Regions from separate parts of the Mus musculus genome. Here region 1 is linked to region 2. A link is a contact called in public HiChIP or PLAC-seq data. All regions are on one chromosome and are shown on one strand. Each heading gives the region's core, a stretch centred on a gene start, on an enhancer-like site or on the middle of the called end of the contact. The rest is flanking DNA. Distances are from core to core; before and after follow the strand shown. Region 1 overlaps Ubash3b (ubiquitin associated and SH3 domain containing, B). Region 2 holds the start of Ubash3b (ubiquitin associated and SH3 domain containing, B).

Evidence for each region. HiChIP or PLAC-seq counts read pairs in DNA pulled down with a chosen protein or histone mark.
Region 1: an H3K4me3 HiChIP or PLAC-seq map of neural progenitor cells shows a contact between it and region 2, with 16 read pairs. The contact joins the enhancer-like site here to the promoter of Ubash3b in region 2. A contact is called at or near these places in 1 of 484 Hi-C or Micro-C datasets (bone marrow-derived macrophages), 20 of 115 datasets of contacts at active chromatin or transcription factors (VIP interneurons, bone marrow-derived macrophages, cardiomyocytes and 14 more) and 4 of 9 other capture datasets (adipose tissue, embryonic stem cells, liver and 1 more).

The regions. Positions count from the first base shown.
Region 1 is chr9:41,024,480-41,030,260 of GRCm38.p6, reverse strand. Ubash3b (ubiquitin associated and SH3 domain containing, B) reads left to right here. Exons shown (of 14, transcript NM_176860.6): 8 at 502-622; 9 at 2,122-2,244; 10 at 3,919-4,011. Among named protein-coding and RNA genes, the nearest start is that of Crtam, 23 kb to the right of the region's middle. Within about 2 kb of position 1,585, at least 5 of the 459 cell types and tissues checked have an H3K27ac peak or open chromatin away from gene starts, as enhancers often do. A contact at or near this core is called in neural progenitor cells, where this site is marked.
Region 2 is chr9:41,155,404-41,161,110 of GRCm38.p6, reverse strand. It overlaps Ubash3b (ubiquitin associated and SH3 domain containing, B), which reads left to right and starts at 3,049. Exons shown (of 14, transcript NM_176860.6): 1 at 3,049-3,812. The coding sequence starts at 3,685. Gm35657 (a long non-coding RNA gene) reads right to left here and starts at 2,468. Exons shown (of 8, transcript XR_870644.1): 1 at 1,485-2,468.

The DNA of each region.
Region 1 (5,781 bases), core at 336-2,835, 130 kb after region 2:
AAGTAATAAATGATACAGTTGTAGAAAAAAGAACATGCAAAGCAGAGCAGTGAAGATAAAAGAGGCACAAGGCAGACACATGTGTGACGATAAGATTCCTCCCTCCCGGAAAGAGCTGATGATGCATCATCTCTTTGAAGGAGACAGCTGCCTTTCTAGGTGACCGTCTGTTTCTACATAAATGGCTGGCTTGACATGTGAACTTTACCTTGAGTTACCCTCCTGTTGCAGTAGGGGGAAGCAAAGAGCATAGTATTTTCATAATCCTTCATACTTCAATGCACCTGCAGGTACCTCATGGGAGGCCGAGAGTAACTTGTGGGGTGTGTGGGGTGGGTTTATTACCCCCACTTTACAAGCAGGCCAGATTAATCTCATGGCAGTCAGGTAGGTCGTCAGTCGCACACTAGCAGGAGTTTTCCTAGAGCTCAGCTCTCTTGGCAGGCACACAGGGTAGTCTGTGATGCTGTGTCTATCCTTACTCTCTTTCTTTCTCTGCAGCCCCTGAGAGTCAACAGCCAGCCTGGACCCCAGAAGCGATGCCTCTTTGTATGTCGGCATGGGGAGAGGATGGACGTTGTATTTGGGAAGTACTGGCTGTCCCAATGCTTTGATGCCAAAGGTGAGTCTCTCCATTTATCCACTTTGACGCTCTGTGGTTTCGTTCACCCACAGCTAGTCTAAACCTAGTAAGAGGGAAAGTCCAAAACAAGCTATCTTAGTTAGGGTTTCTATTGCTGTGATGAAACACCATAATCAAAAAGCAAGTCGGGAGGAAAGGGTTGATTCACCTTCCATTTCCACATTGTAGTCCATCATTGAAGCCAGGGCTGGAACCTGGAGGCAGGAGCTGATGCAGAAGCCGTGGAGAGGCGCTGCTTACTGGCTTGCTCAGCCTGCTTTCTTATAAAACTCAGGACCTCTCTCCCAGGGATGGCCCTGCCCACAGTGGGATGGGCCCTCCCATAGCCCATATCAATCAGTAATTAAGGAAATGCTCTACAGGCCTGCCTATAGCCCAATCGTATAGAGGCATTCTCTTATTTGGGGTTTCCTCCTTTTAGATGAAATAAAATTAGCCAACACACAAGCAGTCCGTGTGCTTTATACTGCAATCCCTCCATTCTGGGTCATGTGATAAGATCTCAGGCTCTCCAATTGTGTCACATCTCTTCTCCCAGTGTCTCCACAGTACAGATGCTACCCACCTACTAAGTTTGAAACCACCCAGGTTTTCAAGTCTTCTACCAGAGTGTCACAGTACCATTTGCCTCTCCTCACTTGATCACATAGATACAGCATCCTTTCATAAGAAGCCAGAGTATATAATACAATAAGATGTTTTGTGCAAGACTGTAACTTACATTACAGTATATCATTTATTCTCACTCATTACTGTGACTGACTTATAAGTTAAATGTTATCATAGGGGTGTCTGGATGGGTGAAAACATAGTGTGTTCAGGATTTCACACTGTCTACACTTTCAGGCATCTAGTGGGGCTCTTGTGATGCATCTCCTGTGTCTAAGGAGGACTGCTGGTGGTTGGTGGCCTACACAGCAATGCATACCTGTCTCGGCCTCTAGGGGGCACCGTCAAGCTACTTTTATGTACAATGAGTCATTATTGACGTAGTTAGAAAGTGCCTGGAATCTCAGAGTCCTTCTTGATTGTTTCAACTCTTAGGGGAGAGATAAGCATTCTTGTCCCCATTCTATAAACTGAGGTACCAAGGAGCAAAGAGTAGCCGTGTCTTGCCTACGCCCATACAGCAGAATCAGTTCAGAGACATGAACTGGCTCTGTGGCCAGAATTCCTGCCTTAAATCACCGTGGGGCCATCCAGTTCAGTTCTCCCTCGAGTGACATTTTGAGACTAGGAGTCTTGCCTTTATCTAGTTGTTATATTTACTGAGCAATCCCCTCGTTTCCGTCATCAGCAGGCGGTAGTGGAGTCTATGTCGTCTTCTGAGGAAAAGGTGTCAGGTTGAGTATTCCCCACTGCCCTCAGATGGTTTGATTAGTGTCTTTTGACCAAGGAGGAGGAGGGGTCAGAATCACAGAAGAAAGTTTCGAGTAAACAGAAGACTATATAGCCTTTATTTGATCTTCTCCCCCTAGGCCGCTACATACGCACCAACCTGAACATGCCTCACAGTTTACCTCAGAGGAGCGGCGGTTTCCGGGATTACGAGAAAGATGCTCCAATCACTGTGTTTGGGTGTATGCAAGCAAGACTAGTGGGTAAGGGCTCTCTGTGACTGCGTAGCATCTTCTGGCTCCTTCAACAGAGCTGCACCGCGGGGGTGCAAACACGCTTTGTGGGACTTGCCTTTTTGTTTGTTTGGTTGGAGACAGGGTCTTATAGACCAGGCTGCCCTAGAACATCAGATGTTCCTGGCTCAGCCATCTGAGGACTGGGATTGCAGGTAGGCTCCTGCTGGTTGCAGATGTGTCCCCCGCTGAGGAATGAGGGAAGGAAAGTCAGGTTTGGTTTACTTACTGGTGTAGTAGATGTTGCTAGCTCATGACAGCAGCATCTGCCAGCGTGGTATAAGAAGATGTGAGGCTAAGGAGGCGGTGCAGGAGCACTGCTGAATCTGTCCAGTGATGTTTTGAAGCTGTTCAGTCCTTTGAAAGTATTTCTGTACTGGTTTTAACAGTTGTGCAGAAACCATGCCTTGTACTCTAAGGTCATCATTTACTTTGGGCAAGTTCCTGGACTAGGTAACAGAGACTCAAGGGTGAAGTTCCATGGAAACACACGTATGTGTTGTGGGTGACTATCAAACTATAAGGCTGACTAAATAGCAAACTCTACACAGAGTGTATGAAGAATATTAAAGAAAGACAAAGGGTAGAATGAAACAAGAGAGGGATGGAGGGAGGAGGAAGAAAGGATGATTAAGAGGCAGGGTGAACTGGGGCCTCCAGTGAGAGTCATCTGAGTGAAGAAGAGGGAGAGGGGCCTGGTTCTTGGTGTGGAGGGCAATAAACAAAATCAGAGGTCAGACATAGCATTGAGAGATCCCTGCAAGACATGGTCAGTGAGTTCTCTCTCTCTCTCTCTCTTTCTTTCTCTTTCTCTCTCTCTCTCTCTCTCCCTCTCTCCCTCCCCCCCTCCTCCCCCTCCTCCTCCTCCTCCTCCTCCTCCTCCTCCTCCTCCTCTTCTTCTTCTTCTTCTTCTTCTTCTTCTTCTTCTTCTTCTTCTTCTCCTTCTCCTTCTCCTTCTCCTTCTCCTTCTCCTTCTCCTTCTCCTTCTCCTCCTCCTCCTCCTCCTTCTTCTTTTTCTTCTCCCTCCCTCTCTCTCTCTCTCTCTCTCTCCCTCTCCTCCCCCCTTCATAAATATGTAAGAATAAGTAGCATTAAGCGTACAGGGGATATGAGCTCTTCTTGGTTTTAGAGCAGAGGTTGAGGCAGGTCAAGAGAAGGAGCTAGCAAGATGAGCAAGTCCATGGAAGACATTGACACCACATGAAGATACTTAAAGTTTACATTGTAGAGAAAGGAAGTGATCCACACAAGGAAACAAACAGTAAAGCATCAGAGCAGTGGATGTTGGGTTTGGACAGCTGAGATTGGGGCTAGCACACTGGAATTGTAGCCATGTCTGACTGTTACAGTATCAGTTCTCTCCCTGGTTTTAGCATCTTCCTTGTAGAGGTCAGAGCATTATCCTTTGTAGCCTCCCTTAACAGGGCATTTTACTGTGTGCTGGCACCAGTAAGAAGGAAAGGAAAAGGAAGAGGCCCGTTGTTTGGCCCTCTCCATGGATGCACTATTGAAGGGCCTGACTACTAGGCTCTCTGCAAGCTCCTACTGGGAAAGAGAGGATTATGGGTCTCTTGACACCATTCCAGTGAGGGTCAGGATGATCAGTCAACCATCATGCTGATTGTCTGTTGATTTACTCGGCAGGTGAAGCCTTGTTAGAAAGTAATACTGTTATTGATCACGTGTATTGCTCACCATCCCTCCGCTGCGTTCAGACTGCACATAATATTTTGAAAGGTAAGGCTCTTGGCTGGACAGAGGTTACATGCTCCATCCTTCTGCTTCCTGCCCCTTACTGCAGGGTTATGGGGTTTCAAAAACGGAAAGTTTACTTTGTTTTTTTGTTTGTTTGTTTGTTTGTTTTTGAGACTGGGTTTCAAGGTGACATGTAGCCTAGGTTATCCTTGAACCTACAGCAATCCTCCTGCCTCGTCCTCCTGAATGCTAGGATCTACTGGCTTGAGACACCATGGCTTGCAGAAATCTAGAACTTTTATTGAGGTTTCTTCTGCAAGGTGACAACCTTACACAGTATAATCCAGATAAATAAAGGGAGAATATTACTATGTTTTCCTTAAGGATTTTAAGCTGTCTTAGATGGATTGTGGCTGGACAGAAGATTTATAACTTTTACAGAGAGGATTCCTTTTGCATTTAAGCAGTGAGACGATCTTGCCTGATTTCTAGATATTTTCTGTAGTAACTGAGTTGTTGAGTGTTCCACACCATCACCATTTTAGTTTCTTCAGTTAAGTGGAAAGACTTATTCATTCATTCATTCATTTATTCATCCTTTCTTTTACTTTTTGAGACATAGTCTGACTGTGTAGACTTGATTGGTCTGGAACACACTGCATAGACCAAATTGGCTTCACACTCACAGAAATCCACCTGCCTCTACCTCCCAAATGCTGGGATGAAAGGTGTACACCACCATGCCCTACAAATTGGATGGCTGTAAGAGCTCTGTTGCTGTAAAAGCACTCAATGTTCACCCTGAAATCTGTGGACATTTGCATTGGGGCAATCTCCCTTCTCACCCCATTGGAAGGAAGACTGGCCAGACAAACAAATGAGCCAGAAATAAAAAAGCCAGCAAAGACTTGGAAACGACACTTGAGTCCTCGGTTCTTCAATGTTAAGTAAACCTTCCTCTCGGTAGAGAGGCCTCTGTGTGTTAACTGCACACAGAGAAACAGGACTAAATCACAAATATAAGGGGAAAAGTTATACTCCGAGGGAATCACACGAGGATAAAACAGGGCTTGAACACTGTCACATGTAAATGTCCAACATGGGGGTCCCTGATAAACAAAGCAAGTAACAGATGTACTGTTCAAGTACAGTGTAAGCTACTACGCAGTAGTCGGTGCCTAGAGAACAGCTGGAGCTTTTGAGTTGAGACTTTGTTTTGTAGACAACAAGGAATTTACTGTAGAGAGGAGAGTTGGAACGTAGAAATGAGTTGGGGTGGTGGTGCACACCTATAATCCCAGCACTCCAGAGGAAGCTGAAACAGGAGGATTGAGAACTTGTGGCAAGCCTAGTGTACACAGCGAGACTTTTGTCTCTGAAGTCAAAGAGAGAGTCACAGGCTTGGACAAATTGAGTAATGAGAGTGGAAGGGAGAGTTTCTCTTAAATCAGGTAGCAGCCAGCATACAAGGTCGAGGTGCAGCCAGAGTAATAAATGCACATGTTGATAAAACAGAAATTTTATTTTACTTTTTTAAGCACATGCTTTACATATAGCTATGTAATTTACATATTAAATAACATTGTAAAACACAAGTTTTACAAACCTTATCCAAACCTCTGTGCTTCCGACTTTGTAGTTCATTAGGTCTAGTAGGAATGGAATAACTGCCTTGTAATTTAAAAAAAAAATTGAGATTGTAGTATAATTACATCATTTCCCCTTCCCTTCGCTCCTCCTAAACCACCCACACACCTGTCCCTGCCATCCTTATGACTTCTTCCTTCATTATTTGTTACATATGAGTATATA
Region 2 (5,707 bases), core at 1,800-4,299:
GGCATCTCTATGGTCTCTGTGGAAGTCCTATTGCAAGAAAGTGGCTGGGGCCAGTAACAAGAAGTGCAATAGTATTCACATAAACAAAAGAGCTTTGTGATCTGGGTGGATTCTGACACTACCGGGCACAGGGACGTGACAACTTGCTTTTCCTCTGAGAGAACAGCAGCTTAGTACTGATGCGTCAGCTCTGTCATTGTGCAAGCCCTCCCCCCCCACCCCCACCCCCACCGCCTCCTCCTTCCCCACAGCTATAAGATACACTGTCAGATGAACCCTCATTCTTCTTCCTCCTTTGTAACATAACAATATGGATGTTTATAAAGCTTCTCCTCGCCTCTCAAAGCCAATGCAATTAAAGCACAATGCATCTTCATTGCCAGCCCTCTAGCCCTGTGCCCAGCAAATAGCAGCGTCCCAATTAAAATAAGTCCAGGCACTGAGCTGAGGAAGGGTGAGGAGCCAGGCTGGGACTTCTGCAAAAACTGCCCTCAGACAGAACAGAAAGCAGTTTGCCCTGAAGGTGACAGGTTCTCAATAGCGGCCTTTGCTGGCTCCTTGCAACTGTTTTGGGGCCCATCATTTTCTCTGCCCTGCAGTTTTCCAGAGGCAGGGAAAAGCAACTGAAGCAAACTGTCCAGAGAAACAGCTCCAACAAACGGTATCAAGGGGCACAGAAGGCAATCACACAGAGCATGGGAGGCATGGGGAGGGGGGCAGAGGTCTGCAATAAAAACACTTGGAAGGAGGCTGATGCAGGAAGATCTTCAGTGTGAGGTTAACCTGTGCTACACAGGAAGACTGCCACAAACAATAGACAGACAGAAAGAAAGACAGACAGACAGACAGACAGACAGACAGACAGACAGACAGACTCAACTGTCTTATGGTTTGGCATCCTCTTTGTCGTCAAAACAGTAAGTGGTTGTTGGCTTACTATGAAAGCTTATTTTTATCAGACTTATTCATTTTATTTTATGTGTCTTTTGCCCACATACATGTCTGTGTACCACATGCATGTTTGGTGTTCACGGAGGTCAGAAGAGGGCATCGGACTCCGTGGAACTGGAGTTACAGAAGGTTATGAACTATCCTGTAGGAGTTGGGAATTGAACCTGGGTCCTCTGCAAGAGCAACAAATGCTCGAGAGGGATGAGCCATCTTTCCAACACACCCCCTCCCCCAAAGTTGGAATTTAAGAAGAAAACTTGGCGCAGTGAGATGGCTCAGAAGAACACTGAAGATCTGAGTCCCGTCCCTGGGATTCACACAGTAGAGGGAGAGAACTGATTCCGGCAAATTATCTTCTGACTTCCACACCCACACTGCTGTGCTCTTGTAAAGACACACACACACACACACACACACACACACACACACACACAGAATAAAAAAATAAAAAAAATGTAAAAGAAAATATCACAATGTAACTTTAAGCTCTTGCATTGATAGAAAGAAGTTCTTAGCAAGAAGACAGTACATACCTAGGACATGGGTGCAGGTTTCTCAAGAGAGAGTCACTTCAGCATCCGGCCAAAGCACAGACAGAATGAGCCACACATGCACAACCCTAAGGACAGCACCATTATCTAGTGAGGGCTCACTAAACTGGAGCCGCTGTTCTGTGCACAGCTTTGGATGCACAAAGTGCTGCCATAGACAGTATTTTCTCTTGATTGAAATCCAGATCATCTGGCTCAAGCCCAGATATCTGAAAAAAAAAAAAGACTTTAGAATGCTGGGTACTGTCCAGTAGACTTTCCTGAACACATCCCAAGGAGGCTAGTCTATGGATTATGGTTTTCTAAGCTGCTTCCAACCACTGCCTTAGCTAGACATTTCCTCTGCTGGGAAGAAGAAACTCCCCCACCTAGGAAATGTGAATTGCCCTTGGTCTCTTTCATAACACTAGGCAGAAATATGCAAATTCCTACCCAGGCTTCCTCTGTCTCACCTTCCCACTTCCAAATGCCACGGATACTCTGAAGAAACACCAGTGGAGGATGGGAGGTCAGGGGATTAAACTTTCATTTTCTTGGGTGCCTTATAAAGCAACATTTAAAGCTATGGCGAGGGCTTTATCCATCTTGGTCACCCTCCTCCCCCTTCCCTGCACTCTAAGTAGGCAAGCAGGAAAGAGCTTTAGTGCCTGGGGAATCTGGAGCTACCGACTACCCCTGTATAGATGGGACTACGAGGATGTTGGGGGTAGAGGTAACCCATTTGGGGGAAGAGGTGACCTGTTCGGGGCACCACGGGGAGTCAAAGTTCCATCTCTTCACGCTGGAGCTCTTCAGTTTTCCTCTGTCCCTCTGAGCTGAATTTTCTCATCTCTAAAAAAACGAGGCTATACAGGTAGGCATCCTCAAGGGCGCCATAAAAGGCCCATGAGTTAATTCAGCCATTATGCTCAGCACAATCATGGGCACACAAATGGATCCAATAAACATTAGGTATTATCATTGTCGTCATCATCATCATCATCACTCCCCCCGCCCCCACCCCCCCACCCCGAAAGAAGATCTGTGCCTCTTCTATTACACCAAATGGGATTGGTTCTTGATTGAGAACAATGCCTTTGTCTCCAGGTGATCAAGCTTTAACAGGCAACAGCAGTAATGACTTCTGTTCTTTGAGGTGGAGGTTGCTGGTCCTACTGGGGTGGGGGTGGGAGCTCACTTGTGGCTCCTATGCAGCAGGGATCCCGACTCCCGACTCAGAACCCTTTTATAGACAGGGTGCGCACTCACTCATGAAAGTCAGCTCTTTCCATTCGGAAGTGCTATAATTAGTGTCCTTTCTCTGTTCCTTCTCCTTCTAGCTCCTAGCCTTTCATTTCTCTGCTTCCCCTCCCTTTTTTCTTCCCCTTTCTCTTCTCCCTTCCTTCCTGGCCTTTGCCCTCTCAGGTCCTTCCATTTCCAAGAATCAGAGGCCCTTTTCCAGAAGTCGCTGTCCAGTCAGTCACTGAGGGCTGTGAGGTACTCGGCCTACAGTGATGTAACAACTTTGTAACTTTAGCGAGATCAATTTGAAGTGACACCTTTTCCCGGGTCTTATGGCTTAGCCTTCTGGACCTCTCCTCCATCCGTGCAGAGGGTTTCCATTACTGACCTCGCCAATGATCAAATGAAACGTGAAATGGGCTATTCTGAAGCCCGGAGGCCCAGATGGATCGATATGCAAGCCAAGGGCAGAGCTACGGCTCTGCGAATCCAAGCACACTGGCCTACTTCTGGAGACCTTCTGTCTAGAAGCAATTCCTACTATGGCTGGCTGTAATCCAGCCAGCCCAGCTTGGGCCGGCGCGGGCGCTTTAAGAGAGGGGCGGGGCCCGGCGCAGGCAAGGCAGGGCCTGCCCACAAGGCTGCTTTTCCTTTTTGATCCATTCAAAAATTACTCATTGCAAATTCCCGGACAGCTCGGGGAGGAGAAGCTGGTGGGGCGGAGGACAGAGAAGGCTGCAGCGGCGCAACGCTGGGACTCCGGGACCCCGCGGGCTGAGGTCGGACCCGCAGCAGCCACCGGCCCGCGCCGAGCTCCAGTGGCCTCTCCAGGAAGCGTCAGTCTCCGCCCGGAGATCTGGGAGCACCGCCCCCACCGTCCTCCCCGGACCCCCAGTCCCCGGCGCGCGGGCGATGGGCGGCCACTGAGCGGGCACTCGGCACCGCGACCCCAGCCCTCGGCATGGCCGCGCGCGAGGAGCTGTACAGCAAAGTCACCCCGCGCAGGGACCGCCTGCAGCGCCCGGGCACAGTCAAGCATGGGTCGGCGCTGGACGTGCTCCTGTCCATGGGCTTTCCCCGCGCCCGCGCGTAAGTCACCCGCCTGGGCCCCGCGACCCTCGACTTCGCTCCGGCTCGCCATCCTGGCGCTGCCTGAAACCTGCTTAGGGGAACACGATGGGCGCGCTGGCGGCGGGAGTGTCGGGCTAGGGGATTGCTTGGGGATGCTGGACGGCCGGGGTATCAGGTTCGAATCCCGGGTTTCGCTGGTAGCTCTGGGCGGTTCGCGCGCGCTCCCCCAGAGGTCTCTTATATTAAGCCCGGGAGAGGCGGGTCCCTTGGAGGACTTGGATCCCTTATCCATCCAGAGTGGTGAGCTGTTTGGGAGCGGAGGTTAGGGGTCGGTCTACTGGTGGCTGGCGAAAGGCGAGGGGCAGCGGGGCAGGGTGGCCGGCGCCCCCGCTGCAGAGGCTTCCAGCTCCGGATGTCGCTCTTGAGCTCCCGGCTCCCTCCGGAGTGGGAGGAGCGGGAGCGTGGGTGTCGCTGCGTGTTCATTGATAAGAGAGGATGGAATGGGAAGAAGTGATTCCTCCAGGGGACCAGGGTTCTCGTCAGTGGTGACGGCAGCGCAGAAAGCTGTGGGTGCTCAAAAGTATGGGGCGGGGTTGGGGGGGGGGCTGCCCTCCTGCCTCCTCCTTCCTTTCCGAGGGTGGGCAGGTGAAGGGCAAGAGAGCACAGGTGGCTGTAGCTGTAGCCTTCTGGGAAGAGCAGGGTTGCCAGCGACAGCCTGCAACAGTTCTCTGGAGCCGGTGCACACCAGGGCAAGGGGCTGGAACCTCTCCTGATAGAAAGCCGTCGCCTTCTCTGGTTAATTCCTGGCTTGCTTATTTCCTCGGTGGAGACACAAAGTTCGGGATGGTGGCAGGTGCTGCTCTCTCTTTCAGTTACGTCACCAGAATTGAAGAGTTGGGCGAACTTAATCAGATAGGGTCGAGTCAGTAAGTTCGTTCTTGCCTCGGCTTTCATTCACGAGGTAACTCCAGGTGTCCTAACTGGGAGCCTTGTTTCCTTACTAACGTGGGGGAGGTCTAAGGAGAGAAGACTCCTATTCAGGAATGCATCGTCCTAGCCAACCTGCTCAGACAGGCTGCAGTGCTGTTTGGCCCGCTCCGTGAAAGGCTACAAAGTGGACCGAGACCTCTGCTTTCTGCTGACTTCCAAAACACTACAACACCTGGAGAAGATATGAAGGGTTTTGCATGGGGTGCCAAGTGGGGGTCCTCCATGGAAGGCCCTGAGGATGGGTGGCGATCTAGAGCCTCCTGAGAACCAGAGCGGAGTCCAAATGTACTGTAGAAGTTGCTTAGTTCCAGGCAGCTGCCATTCCTGAGGTGAGATCAGAATCAAGGACCCAAATTGATTAAATAAACGAAGAAGTGGTTCAGTGGGCTCTTTATGTGTTCATATTTGATATTCAGCGGGGCTTTAAGGGAACAGTCTGTTTCCTTCTGTGGTCCTCAGAGGCCTTGCTCCGGTCATGACAGACTAAAATGATGGCTTGATTAATTCTTCTTTAATCCCTGAGACCGCACAAGAGCAAGATTACTGTCGACATACTACTGAGGCTTGGAAACACTTTATTTACATTACCCAGCTTAGTGAAGACATATTCCATGCCTGTTTTATGACCTAGGAAGCTGGGGTTTAAAGAGGTTATACAACATACTTAGGGTCACACTAGTTCGGAGGAAAGCAGAGACTCAAACCCAGGCCTGCTGTCTGCACTGTCAGACCTCAAAGGAAGAGCCATGAGGTTCTGTGTGGATGTAGACAGGCACTAAGTCGGAACACTGTATCTGTTTCTATCAGCTGCTGGAACAAACAAATGGCTATAGGCTGGATGGCTTTAATCAGCAGAAATGCATTCTCTCCATATTCTAGAGGACAGATGTTCCAAGTTGCTCTCCCTGGGGTGAAACTGTGTT